Regions from separate parts of the Mus musculus genome. Here region 2 is linked to region 1. The links are chromatin contacts, called in public ChIA-PET maps. All regions are on one chromosome and are shown on one strand. Each heading gives the region's core, a stretch centred on a gene start, on an enhancer-like site or on the middle of the called end of the contact. The rest is flanking DNA. Distances are from core to core; before and after follow the strand shown. Region 1 overlaps Ppp1r21 (protein phosphatase 1, regulatory subunit 21). Region 2 overlaps Lhcgr (luteinizing hormone/choriogonadotropin receptor).

Evidence for each region. ChIA-PET counts read pairs in DNA pulled down with a chosen protein or histone mark.
Region 2: an RNA polymerase II ChIA-PET map of memory CD8 T cells shows a contact between it and region 1, with 5 read pairs. The contact joins two enhancer-like sites. A contact is called at or near these places in 1 of 39 promoter capture datasets (pre-B cells), 2 of 484 Hi-C or Micro-C datasets (nephron progenitors and uterus), 1 of 115 datasets of contacts at active chromatin or transcription factors (memory CD8 T cells) and 2 of 9 other capture datasets (adipose tissue and pancreatic islet).

Annotation. Positions count from the first base shown.
Region 1 is chr17:88,579,042-88,585,517 of GRCm38.p6, forward strand. It overlaps Ppp1r21 (protein phosphatase 1, regulatory subunit 21), which reads left to right. Exons shown (of 22, transcript NM_028658.4): 19 at 1,394-1,510; 20 at 3,374-3,472; 21 at 4,812-4,940. Among named protein-coding and RNA genes, the nearest start is that of Gm31704, 43 kb to the right of the region's middle. Within about 2 kb of position 2,825, at least 76 of the 459 cell types and tissues checked have an H3K27ac peak or open chromatin away from gene starts, as enhancers often do. A contact at or near this core is called in adipose tissue and memory CD8 T cells, where this site is marked.
Region 2 is chr17:88,749,612-88,756,087 of GRCm38.p6, forward strand. It overlaps Lhcgr (luteinizing hormone/choriogonadotropin receptor), which reads right to left. Exons shown (of 11, transcript NM_013582.3): 8 at 5,940-6,014; 9 at 4,133-4,318; 10 at 492-572. Among named protein-coding and RNA genes, the nearest start is that of Lhcgr, 39 kb to the right of the region's middle. Within about 2 kb of position 3,675, at least 38 of the 459 cell types and tissues checked have an H3K27ac peak or open chromatin away from gene starts, as enhancers often do. A contact at or near this core is called in adipose tissue and memory CD8 T cells, where this site is marked.

The DNA of each region.
Region 1 (6,476 bases), core at 1,575-4,074:
GCCGCAGGCCATTGTTCTGTGTTCTGTGCCAGGTGTGTGAGGCCGAGGGCAGCTGGGAAGACTTGGTTTTTTAGGCCTCCATGTGAGCTTACACATTTGAATTTTGAAGTACTTGAAGAGCATGGTTTTGCAAGTGACCAGAAAAAGAAAACTGAGGTAACTGAGGTCATTGCTTAGTGAAGATGCTGTGGTCCTAGGAGGCCGGCAGATTCTGTGATTTCGCTATTTATGTCAAAGGTAATATTGAGATTTGTATACTTTTAAGTTTGCATCAATTGTGTATTATTGGTAGTGCAACCAGGGGAAATACCAGTCTGAGACAAAGGCCATAAATAAAACCTTGCAGTTTTATTTAATTTATTAGTATTTTTAAGAGCTTTACATTTTCCTGAAGAAAATTTAAGTGTAAAAAAAAATGACTGTTCTAAATGTAGAAGGGCTGTGAGTGAACACAGCCCAGCACTATTCACTTAGATGTTTATTGCAGCAGTGTTCAGAGGATCAGGTCACGCAGTCAATCTAGGTGCCCGTCAGCAGAGAAATGGCAAAGAAAATGTGCTGTGTATACACAGGGGAATTTCATGAAGCCATAAACAATGATATTGCAAGAAAATGGATATAACTAGAGATTATCATGTAAAGTAGATAAGGTCAGGCTCAGAAAAATAAATGTTATATTTTCTCCATTTGTGGGTCCTAGATTATATAAAGATATAGAAAACCATATCTGTGACTATAGAAAGAATGATAGAACTAATGGGAGAAGGGGAAAAAAGGAGAAGATGGGGAGTTGGGGCACAGGCAAAATGTATAATATACGAACTGAAACCCAGTGCTATATATATAATGATTATATGCTAATAAAAAACAGAGTGTTTCCAATAAATACCACCCCCCCCCAGTTCTGTGCCCTCTTCCCGTTAAAGAGGACATATTTGTCAGAAACATGGAGATTTTGAAAGTTAGGTTTGTAGCTGCTAAAAGCTGGTCAGAACTGTGTGTGGTGCCTCATGTCTGTCATGAAGGAAGATTGTGAATTTGCATTTAGCCCTGGATGCTCAGCGACCTTCAAACTTAAAAACAAGCAAACACCTCAAAGACCATGAATGAATGAATGAGCAGATGAGTGAAAAATGTGGTGCCTGGAAAGGCATGACCCACGGGGCTTCCCTATGTCACCACAGTGCTGCTTGCTGCCTTCTGGGGAGCACTAAGACACAGACCCGCAGGTGCTGGCTAAGGAAATCTGGTCTGTTTTCCTGCCATGACTGACGTTTGGGAACTGTGTGGGTCCTGTGAGGTTCCAGGAAAGAGGGCGGAGCCGTGGTCCTTGTGTCCTTTGCCAGAATTGCCCTGCTCACTGGCATCTCTGGTGCGTTCGTGTTCTGTTTAGGCTCCGGATGTTGAGTCCCGTGAAGACCTAATTAAGAGTCACTACATGGCCAGGATAGCGGAGCTCACATCTCAGCTGCAGCTGGCTGACAGTAAGTCAGTGCACTTCTACGCCGAGGTGAGTGGACACGGTGAGACTGCCACTTCTCCCTGACCCTGCTAGAGTCAGACCACTGTGCTGTTCTCTTATCTGATGGAAGAGAGCCACCGTCCCCTGCACTTTCTGTCTATGTCTTTCTATGTCTGGATTGTTTGTAGCTCATGGTGATTAGTCTGAGCCGCTCCAGAATGTTCATTTCATCAAGTGTACAGCTTCCTGTGTCATGTCCAAGTTCCTGCCAGAGAGAGGATGGAGTTATGGCAGCCTTTCCATGGCCCCATGCTGCGGGTTTTGTAGGATTAGTAGAGCTTACTTGTCTTAGTGGTAGAGGACATGCACAGATACGGGGATTTTACAAGCACAAGGTGATAAGCTGGATGTACCTGATACGTTTTGTCTTTAGGTTTGCTTGCTCTGTATGTGTGTGAGTGTCACAGCACAAGTAGATGGGAGAAAACAGCTTACACAAGTTGGCTCTCTTCCACTATGTGGGTTCCAGGGACCAAACTGCAGGTTCCTTGTATGTGTGTGTGTGTGTGTGTGTGTGTTTATGAGTGTGTGTGTGTGGTGGAGAGGAAGTGAATGAGATAAGTATTATTAAATACTTATCTTAATCATTATTAAGTATTATTAAATAAAGAAGATAGAAGGTTGGGTGGGTGCATGCAGGGTCTTTAAGCCTTTGACACTTTATAGTAAGAATGAATCACAGATGGCAGGCAGAGAATTACACTACCTAAGTTGTTAAAGCAAAAAGGGAGGGGTGGCACACTAGCTTTATCTAGGCTTGTGTTGAACACCGCAGGAATGAAGAGGTTAATAGCCAGTCAGTTTGCTAAAGGTAGAGAAGGACTTTGAGTTTTTCTTGTTAAAATAAGACTGTGTCTAGTCCAATGTTTAGGAAGCTGCCGCACCCACCTTTGATGGGTTGGTCATGTGTGGCTGCTTGTTACAGTGTAGAGAGTTGGGGGCCTGGCTGACAGTGGACTGCTATTTCTTGAGCCATACCCGCAGCTGATGCCATCATTTCTGGTTCCCTGCCTGCTCTCTGGGTTGGTGTCCCAGCTGTGACTGTCATCTTCCTGGGGCCTGTGTCTTGCATGTTCTCTCTCTCTTGGGAGTTCATTGCTGAGCACAGAGGGAAGTGGTTAGACTGATTGTACAAACTGTCCTGAGAGTCTCTCGAGAACAAATAATAACTAGGGGATTTTAGGCTGTCTGGTTTTCATGAGATCTGCCTACTTGAGTAAATGTTTTCAGCACGACTATGGTACAAGAGGTTTTAGATTGCCCTAGTTCGTTCTCATCTATAAACAGGAAGTACTGCCACCCTGTACGAGAACAGACAGCTGGTGTCCACCCAGCATTCACACGTGTCTCTCTCTGCACATCCTCCTTGTTGAACAATAGTGTGAAATCAAGTTTTCTCTTCTTCCTTTCACCTGCTCTGCCTTGCACCATCTGGGTTTAGTAAAACTCCTAGAAAAACCACCTGCCTCCCCAGGTGGGCGTGTGAGGCTACTGGGTGGGTTATAAGGATGTTTTGGTTCTGGGATTGAGACCTTTAGTGAAGAACTTAGAAGCCAAGTCTGCCATGCTTGTCGGCCTGTGGCCACTTTTGAGATAACTACAGTCCTTTATCCTCACTAGTACAAATAGGTTCTGTGAAAATGGAGAGTGTTCTTATGTGCTTGTAACCATTGGCCATTAGACTGCTGAGCTGGACCACCTCTGAAGGTGCAGATGCCTGGGGGCTGTGCAGAGGTATTCAGCAGAGAGTTTTGGGATGAGTAAATGAGGGAATGAATGAGCGACCTTTGGCTTTGGTGAGTATAACCTGCTACCTTTCCAAGGATAAGATTTGGTGTTTTGATTGTACAGTGCCGTGCGCTCTCTAAGAGACTAGCCCTGGCGGAGAAGTCGAAGGAGACACTGACAGAGGAGATGAGGCTAGCCAGTCAGAACATCAGCAGGCTTCAGGTGAGCTCCTTCATGTGACCTCAGCACATTAGTGGTTTTCACTGACAGTGAAGCCAGCCTTCTGTGGGAACCAGTGATGTCTGGTCTTGACACATGCTCCACACCACTTTATTTCTCAGTCACCTTAGAGTCACAGTTGCTCATATCAGACAGAGACTGGCCGTCTTACTTGTATCTGACTTGAAGCTAGTTTTAAATCCTTCCACAGTCTGCATTTGCTATTTGTTTCCCCTTTCTTGTGAGCACTCAGGATTGGCTGGAGGATTGGGCTATACATAGTATTCTGTCTTGTTTCAGAACTGACCTAAATAAACCTGAGTGGGGCTATAAAACATATGTATTTAATTTAATATATAATTAAATAAATACATAAGTAGATAAATCAGATTGCAGTTTCAAACCGTGCCTTTCAGGAAACCCCTGTTGAGCTGGACTGCTGGCCTCTTTCATCTTGTTAAAACAAGAGTGTGGGGCCACATTTTCTGTGTTCTCCACCGTCGGTATTTAGCAGAGAGTTTTGGAATGAATGAATGAGTGAATGAATGAGTGCCCTTTGGCTTTGGTGACTATAACCTGCTAATCTTGATATCAACAAGAGGTAGGCATGGGAAAACCCTGGAACACAGCAACCTGTTCTCAAGTAGTTAAGATTACTGCAGTTTATTCAAGAGGCTGAGGAGAGCGGGAGGTGGGAGGAGAGGAGCTGCCTTCGGGGACGGTGCAGATGCCTGGGGCCTGGGCAGAGGTTTCAACACCGGGAAGGTTCGGAAGCGTCATTTCACCTTCAGACTTTTGACAGTTCTTACCCAGCCAAGAAGAGAGTGCTTGGATTTTGTAAGCGCAGGTGCATGTGTGTGCGCATGCGTGTGGAGACCAGAGGACAGCCTTGGGTGGTGCTCCTTCAGAGCTGGCCACCTTTTTCTTTTGAGACTGGGTCTCTTTGCCCCAGTAGGGTGGCTAGCTTGTCAGAGAGTCTCAGGGATCTGTCTCCCTCTCCCCAGGGCTGCGATTCCTAGTGTGCACACCCAGGTCCACCTTCTTTTTACTTCTAGGGACGAACTTGGGGCCTCCCGCTCCAAGGCAAACACTTTATTGCTCCAGCCTCCAGTCCGGAATTGTTTGGCAAATGAGTCATGAGCACACTCTTTGAAGGCTGACACGTTTTTTTCCCAGTTCTTTTAACTTGGGTCTTCCATTTGGCCAGTGCCTTACTTAACCCTGCATTAACTGATCAACTCGGGCATTGCGATGGGCTGCTCTCACAGATATTTGTACTACAGGATGCGTCTGGGTGGTGGCTGGGGCCTTTGACGACCTCTCTTCTTTCCCTGCTGTTTAGGACGAGCTGATGACCACCAAGCGGAGCTACGAGGATCAGCTGAGCATGATGAGCGACCACCTATGCAGCATGAACGAGACCCTGTCCAAACAGAGGGAGGAGATTGACACGCTCAAGATGGCCAGTAAGGTGTGTGGGGGCAGCCTGACAGACACACCGGCGTGTTTAGTGCAGCTGCTAGAAAATACCGCACTGTTCTGCCTGTAAGAGGAAAGTACTTGGGACCCCTCTTCCTTCACATCACTTTCCCCTCCCAAAAGAAAAGTATGTTTCTTTGGCTGAGTCTAAGCTGCGGTCCGGCTTGCTGCCTCTTGACATGGTGTCAGAGTGAGGGACTAGAAGATGGCTTCAGGAGGGGCATGCCGGGCTCTCTGTATGAGACCCTAATGGTTACTGGGTAACCCTTAGCAACGTGCTTTCTTCAGGACAATCTGTATTCTAGTTAATTCTCAAATAAAAGCCACACACAGCTTCAGGAAGCCGCTCAAACACCCCATCCCAAGCTCTTGACTCTCAGTGAACCCTGTGTTCTGAGACCACAGGCCTCACTAGGTTACACTTTCACTACCTGTTCCTTTTTATTGTTTGTTTGTTTTGTGTTTTGTTCTTTTTCTTTTCTTTCCTGAGGCAGGGTTTCTCTGTGTAGCCCTGTCTGTCTGGGAACTTGTTATATAGACCAGGGTGGCCTGGAACTCATGCCTGCCCCTGCCTCTTGAGTGCTGGGATGAAAGGTGTTCGCCAATGCCTGGCTTCCATTACATCTTTATTCAGTTATCCACCACAAGATAAAAGAAGGAACCTCTTCCTTGGATCCTGTGTCTCTGTGCCTTCATGGTCCTCCTCATCACACTGTCAGCTCCTCAGTTTCTTCTCTGCGTTGTCCCGTGTCCACACTTAGGCCTGCCTGGTCCATGCATCCATGTCTACATCAGCGGCTAGGATCCATATATGAGGGGGAACATGGTTCTATTTCTGTTTTAGTTTAGGCTACCTCTATTATTATTATAATCACAATAGTATTATAATATTAGCTATTACTATACCTCCTAAGTCCATCCATTTTCCTGCAGATCTCATTATCTTACAGCTGAACAATATTGGAAATTATAATATCTCACATTTTCATCATCTCTTTATCTGTTGTTGGGCATCTAGGCTGGGTTCCTTCCCTTGTTATTGTGAATACAGCAGCAATAAACTTGTATGTGCAGGCATCTCTGGGGTGGGATATGGCCCTGTCTTAGTTAGGGTTTTACTGCTGTGAACAGACACCATGACCAATGCAACTCTTTTTTTTTTTTTTTTTTTAAGATTTATTTATTTTATTTATATGAGTGCACTGTAGCTATCTTCAGACACACCAGAAGGGGGCATCAGATCTCATTGCAGATGGATGTGAGCCACCATGTGGTTGCTGGAAATTGAATTCAGGACCTCCGGAAAAGCAGTAGGTGCTCTTAACCGCTGAGCCATCTCTCCAGCCCCCCAAGGCAACTAAGGACAGCATTTAACTGGGGCTGGCTTACAGGTTCAGAGGTTCAGTCCAAAATCATTAAGGTAGGAACATGGCAGCATCTAGGCAGGCATGGTTCAGGAGGAGCTGAGAGTTCTACATCTTCATCTGAAGACTGCTAGCAGAATACTGACTTCCAGGCAGCTAGGACG
Region 2 (6,476 bases), core at 2,425-4,924, 170 kb after region 1:
ACACACACACACAGACACACACACACACACACACACACACACACACACACACACACAAAAGGGTAACACCACACTTGGGAGCATGGTCTTTGACAGGAAGTCATTGCCTTTAGAAGCCATGTCTGCAATCAGTTTGTCTTTGTGAAGTGTTACTTCGGATGAAGACATCATTTTGAGCAGCCCTCGGTGACACCCAAATGCCTGATAAAATGAAACTGCCATCTCATACACACTAATGTTTATAGGAACCACTTCCTTATATCTTAGGCTTTCCCGTTTCATTTTGCTTTTCTTTTAAACAGCTACAATAACACGTACGACCAGTTGGCACTTGCAAAGGGGAAATATTCCCATTCGAAACTATAGAAAAACTACATTGCAAACATCCTCTCACCAAGACTTTTATCAAAAGAAAAACCGTCGCAGCAAATAACAATAAGCTGTCCACAGAACAAGCCTCGGCTCCCGCATGTCTTCGCGTGAATACTTACAGCGTCTCGTTATTCGCTTCTCTAACTGTGCTTTCACATTGTTTGGAAAAGTTTTCAAAAATGGAAAATGAAAAATTCTGTCTGAAAGAGAAGAGGTAGAAAAGAGAAAAACAAGCCATTGATCTTTTGGTCCTTTAGCCCGATGGTGTCTATTTATGCTGTACTCGTCCGCATTCCTTAGCCATGCTACCCTGGGTAAGTTCTGCACCATTGTCCTGACTGAAATGCTTCCCGAGGAGAGACTATATACCCTCGTGCATTGTTCTTCGTGTCTCCAGCTTAGAGAAAGTGCTTCTGAATGCTAAGTGCTTTGCGTGGGTTCGGGAGAGGTGGGGGGAAAACACGTAAATTTGTTGTATTGAATCATGAGTTTTTCCAATGCTTATTAAAAGCTGCTTTTATGGTGTACTCAAGTTTGCTCCTCACCAACTCTTCCCCCTCCTATTGGCCTTGATTAACTACATGGCATTCATGGCTTTAAATTGTAGCTGGAAGTCTTTCTGTCAGGATTCTGTGCGGCTGGGTGTGCTGCTGTTGTGTACTTAAGCCTTCAGCCTTTGGGCAAAACCTAGCATTGGTGTTCCCTTATCTTCTGTCTTCCCCTCTGGGAAGTTTGGCTTCGAAAAGGGGGATGTGACAAGGAGATAGAAGGCTGGTGCCTGGCAACCAAACCTACGGGGGGGCTCAGAAATAAGGAATGAGGGTGAGGAAGCTGCTGGGAGTGCCACAGCCTTCCTTGTGGAGGATGGAGATGTGAGGCACCCAACGTGGACATTGCTCTGCTCTGTTATCCAGCAGCAGCGAAACAGGTCCTTGTAGTAATGGTAGTGTGCAAATGCAGAAAGATGGGGATTTGACCACATGACCTTTCAAAGACTAACCCTCTTGTTATTCTAGACACTGTTGCGTTTGTAAACTTGGACTGAGTCTCTGTTCCTGTCCCAGTCCCCACCCACCTCATGTTTAATGGGGGAGGGTAGTTCTGGCACAGTATTTGCAGACAAGTCCACAGTTAACAGGAACTTGACCTCCGAATGATAACACTGGATGATACACATTCTATCTCCACAGTTACCAAAAATATCTTAGAAAGCTGTGCCCATAGAGAAAGGACCCAAGGAGCCAAAGGGGTTTGCAGCCCCATAGGAGGAACCACAATATGAGCCAATCAGAACCCCCAGAGCTCCCAGGGACTAAACTACCAACCAAAGAGTACACATGGAGGGACTCAAGGCTCCAGCCATATATGTAGCAGAGGATGGCCTTGTGGGACATCAGTGAGAGGAGAGGCCCTTGGTCTTGTGGAGGCTTTATGGCCCAGTGTAGGGGAATGCCAGGACAGGGAAGTGGGAGTGGGTGGGTAAGTGAGCAGTGGGAGGGGGAATGGGATAGGGGGGTTTTGGAGGGGAAATGAGGAAAGGGGATAACATTTGAAATGTAAATAAAGAAAAAAGCTAGTTAAAAGAAAGAAAGAAAGAAAGAAAGAAAGAAAGAAAGAAAGAAAGAAAGGAAGAAAGAAAGCAAGCAAGCAAGCAAGCTGTGCCCAGGCAGCCAAGTGTGTCATCTATAGAACGCCTCAGTTTGCAACCAGATCCCACGGACTGATCTTCAACTCTTCATCTTCATGGCCTCTAAGGCGTCCTTGGGCTTTATGGTCCCAGAAGCACCCGCAACAGAGTAGACATAGCCAAGCTCACTCAAGACAATGTGTGTGATGATGTTCACAGATAGCTCAGACAGTCATAGTCTCTAACCCCCTTTCCACCCTCCTAGAATAAAAGGCTTTGAAGTAAACAGTCATGATTTCAGGAGGCATTTGACCTCTTCACTACAAAAGTTAAGTAGGTGACCAGAACCAGCCTTACCCTAAACCACTATGTCTGTCTGTCTGTCTGTCTGTCTGTCTGCCTGCCTGCCTGTCTGTCTTTTACCAGCTTTGCCACCTTCAACCCACCCTTCATTCTGCTGCCCTATTGAGGTTTCATAAAATCAAATTTGCACAATCTCACTTTTAAGTCTTTGAAGCTCTACCTCCTCTGACTCCCTTGGGCGGGTACTCAGAGCCCACCTTGGCCTACCAGTGCCTTGGGCTGCTGCTTCTGTGGGTAATCTTCCCTCATTACCCACAGTCTTCCTGTGCTTGCTTTCGAATAACATCCATCTAGTGTCTCTTTCCCCATGCCTTCACAGGAGACATTCCATCTTGGCTTGACTCCTCCCCCGCCCCAAGCCTTTTGTGAGAAGCTCAGTTAAGGTCATTTCCCCTAGGAAGTCTCCCATGAGCCCCTCTACAGCCTAGAGCGTTTTGTCCCTCTCTTTGTTGACACACCCCCTTGGCGCTCCTTTATGCCGCCTGTCCACTCTGTGAGGGCTGAGATGACTGCCCGTCTTTCCAAGCCTGGCATCCTGGAACATGGCTAGTGCTCAGCTCAAGTCGTCTGAAGCTCAGTCAATGATGTAGAACTTGAGCTGGATTTGGTGGCCAAGGCCTTTGATCCCAGTACTCAGAAGGCAGAGCCAAGTGTATCTCTGTGTGTTCAAGGCCAGTCTGGTCTGCAGAGTGAGTTCAGGACAGCCAGGGCTATATAGTGAGATCCCATCTCACCACCCCCTCAAAAAAGGGGGTGGGGGTAGAGCCTTAAGCACAGCAAGTGCGTTTGTCTTCTCTGTTCCAAATATTTAGGTAGAACCAAGTCTTCTCAAGGCTTCCTTTCTCTCTCTTTCTCTCCCCCTCCCCCACCCCGCCCCCTCCAGCCTGGTTGATCAGCTATAAATATGTTAATTCCAAACAAAGGCAGTGGCAGCCTGATGTGTTCCACAGTGCCTTAGTATCTAATGAATTGATTGAGCACATCTCGGCAGTAATGACTCTTCAGAGCATTGCATTTTCCCACTGGGAGCAGTGTATTGGGCAATAAGAAAAGCAGAGAACATCAAAGCTTGCAGTGAAAACAAGCTAGAGACAAGGGTGGGAGAGCAGGAAGTGTTAGGTGACTGCACCACACCTTTGCAAAGCTAGCTGTTGCTTTTTCTTTCTTTTATACATGTGACACGTGTTGGGTCCGGATGCAGAATGGTGCCTCTCAGCTAGAAAACTCCCGAGAAAGAATGCTGTAAGGAATGAAATTCTGCCCCCTAATTGCTGCCACCCTCTCCTTCACCCACCACACCCGCAGCCTGGGGTGCAGAGAAGCGATCAGGCGCCCTCTGCTGCACGCAGGCGCTCTGGTCGTTTTCATAGGGCTCCCTAACCGATCTGTAGTGGAAACGTTTCTGTTCGGAAATGGAAGTTGCTTTCCGTGGAAGACAAATCGCTTAAAAACAAAGCAAAACAAAACAAGCCCAAAACCAAACCACGTGGTACTCTGACAATTATTAAATTCAAGATTGAGTAAAATGTTTTCTGCTGAGAGAACGGGCTTTGACAGCAGGTTTTACAAAGGTGCTGCAGCGGTACTTAAGCGTTTGGCAGGTTTATGAGGCGCAGGGCCCAGCACATGGAGACGTCAAGATGAGGAACAGCTCATTTTGGTTTTGTCTAAAAGCTACTCCACGACTGCAGCGGGGCACCGTGGGCCACGGGACTAGATCTAGATCCCAGCTTCTCTGCAGCAACACGGTCCCCTCTCCTGCTCACTTACTCTTTCTTCGGCAAATTCCTGAAAGCACAGCAGTGGCTAGGGTAGGTCAGCGTGGCAACCAGTAGGCTGGTGAATTTTTCTCTGGAGGGCAGAGTTTTCAGTGAGTAGGATGACGTGGCGATGAGCGTCTGAATGGACTCCAGCCCGTGGCTCGGCAGGGCCTGCAATTTGGTGGAAGAGACATCCCTGAACCGCAAAGGGGAGAGAGGCCCTTTATTGACTGATTTTACACATTTTACTCCAAGGCCCTCCCCTAGGGTCCGAGAAATCTCTCCTCCATTTTGTTTTTCCTACAATCCATCGTTTCTTTCATCATGATCTGAATTCCTAAGAACTATTGTGGGATTTTCATCTTACAGGCACCCACTACTCTTTTCAAGGTTGCCTGTGGATCTTTGTACCCTCCATATGGTCACTAGAATTTTTCTCTGCTATGTCTTTATTCCTCTGTAGCTCTGACTCCTTCCCTCTGCCTCTCCCTCCTTATGTCTACTCTACACCCCTTCCTCTCTCCTACCCTCTCCCTATTTTACAAAACCCTACTGCTCGCTTCCTAAAACAGTGTGCACATAGGTGACATCAGCTTTTGTGTTCTGGCCCAGGGGGAAATATTCAGGGCTTTGATGCCTCTGTGTCTGATTGATTAAGCTCTGCAGGGGAGGTTTTCATAAAGTGCAGATGATCCACCCTATTAAGAGTTTCATGTGGCACTAGCTATCATCCACCCAGGACGCTGAGCACACATGCTCTAATAACTAGTTAGATGTGTCCATCCAAAGCAAGCAAACACCATGCCGAGCTAGCACAGCTGCGCGGGAGGCTCAGGGCTTTAAACAAAGCTCCTTGGTTTTACTAGACTCGAGGCAAACTCTAAGGAAGCCCCAAATGTACAACATTTCAGGAAGAGGGGGTTTGGCAGGAGTTTTAGTTTTTAAACCATGCTCATATTCTAAGAGGTCAATGCCCAACCCTTTCCCAGCAGCATGCCCTCCTTGATAGTCTGCCCCCCCCCTGGGAGGCTCAGGGCCTGATACAAGGAGGGAGTGATGGCAGTGGGAGGCAGGGAAGGGCAGGAGTATGAACTGGAATGTACCAGGGTCCAAGTTCCTGGGAGAACAGTGGAAACAGGAGCCTGTGTCCCACGGGCTCTAGGCCACCTCCGGCTTCTGGTACTTGCCGATTAGGAAGGCAGTGCTCTGTTCTGCCTTAGGGTCTTGTACGGATCGTTAGATCGGGCCGCAGACTTTTCCCAGACATGGAGGAGGTTGTAGTTTGTTTTCTGAGTGGCCGCACGTGTCTGGGACGTCATCGCCCAGTGAAATGAAACCTACTATTGGGGTTCTGCTAACTGGCCATATTACCAAGCTGTCTTCTGAGTGTCTGTGTTTTTACTTAAAGCCCCGAGAGTCTCTCAGCATTGGTTGGAGAAGTTTTTATGTGCATCGAAGCCCAACTCGTGGAGGGTTCGAGACCGACTCCTCATAGGATTATAGGGAGAATCCACCTGCAACCTCTCAGCCGCGGCCATCCAAATGCTAGGCGCAGTTCAGGTCAGAGTGGGTTCTCCGAGTGAGTGCCGGGGCGGGGCGTGGGGGGAGCGACCACCCTGTAGCACACGAGGCCATACCCTGTGTTTGGCATTACTGGTTGACTTATGGCTACGTCAGAGGCAGCGCTTCATGTTGGTAGGACAGGCCTGGCACATTTGATCCTTTTCAACTATAGATGTTGCAAGCCCGGCTGGCAGTGACAGCAGGGTTGTTAGGGTGCACTTTGTGGGGAGAGGAGGCTGTACCACAGTACTCACAGGATGCTGGGCCCCGTGGCCCCCTGGAAGGTGCCACTGTGCATCTTCTCCAGGTAGATGTTTTCTTTTAACTCCCTGTGAGGGAAAAACCAGTTTCCTTAGTCACACCTGCCTGCGCTTCACACCAACTTTCACAGCTGTGTGTGCACACGGGTGTGGTGGGGCGGAGGGGTTGGGGGAGGGGTGAGACAAACTAGAAAATGATAGCGTTCTTGGTGAAACTGTGGAGTCGCTAGTGCGTGTATTTGGCTTCAGCTAGTGTTCGTCCTTTCCTGTCATTTGGTGAAACCCTTTTTGTCCCATGATTTAACAGATTCTCCTGTTGGATTAGGGAGAACTTGCTACAAGCAGCTTGGGGAGGAGTCAAATGCTCCTCGGGCTGCTCAAGGCTACTGGGTCCAAGTGCAGTGAACTCCTTATCCGTCTGAGGTTTTGTGACCTTGGAGGCCTCAGAATTTGTCAAAAACCACAAACCAAACAAAAGAGTGAGGCTTCTAAGTGGTTCTTCTCATAGCATAATCTGATCCCTTTGAGATG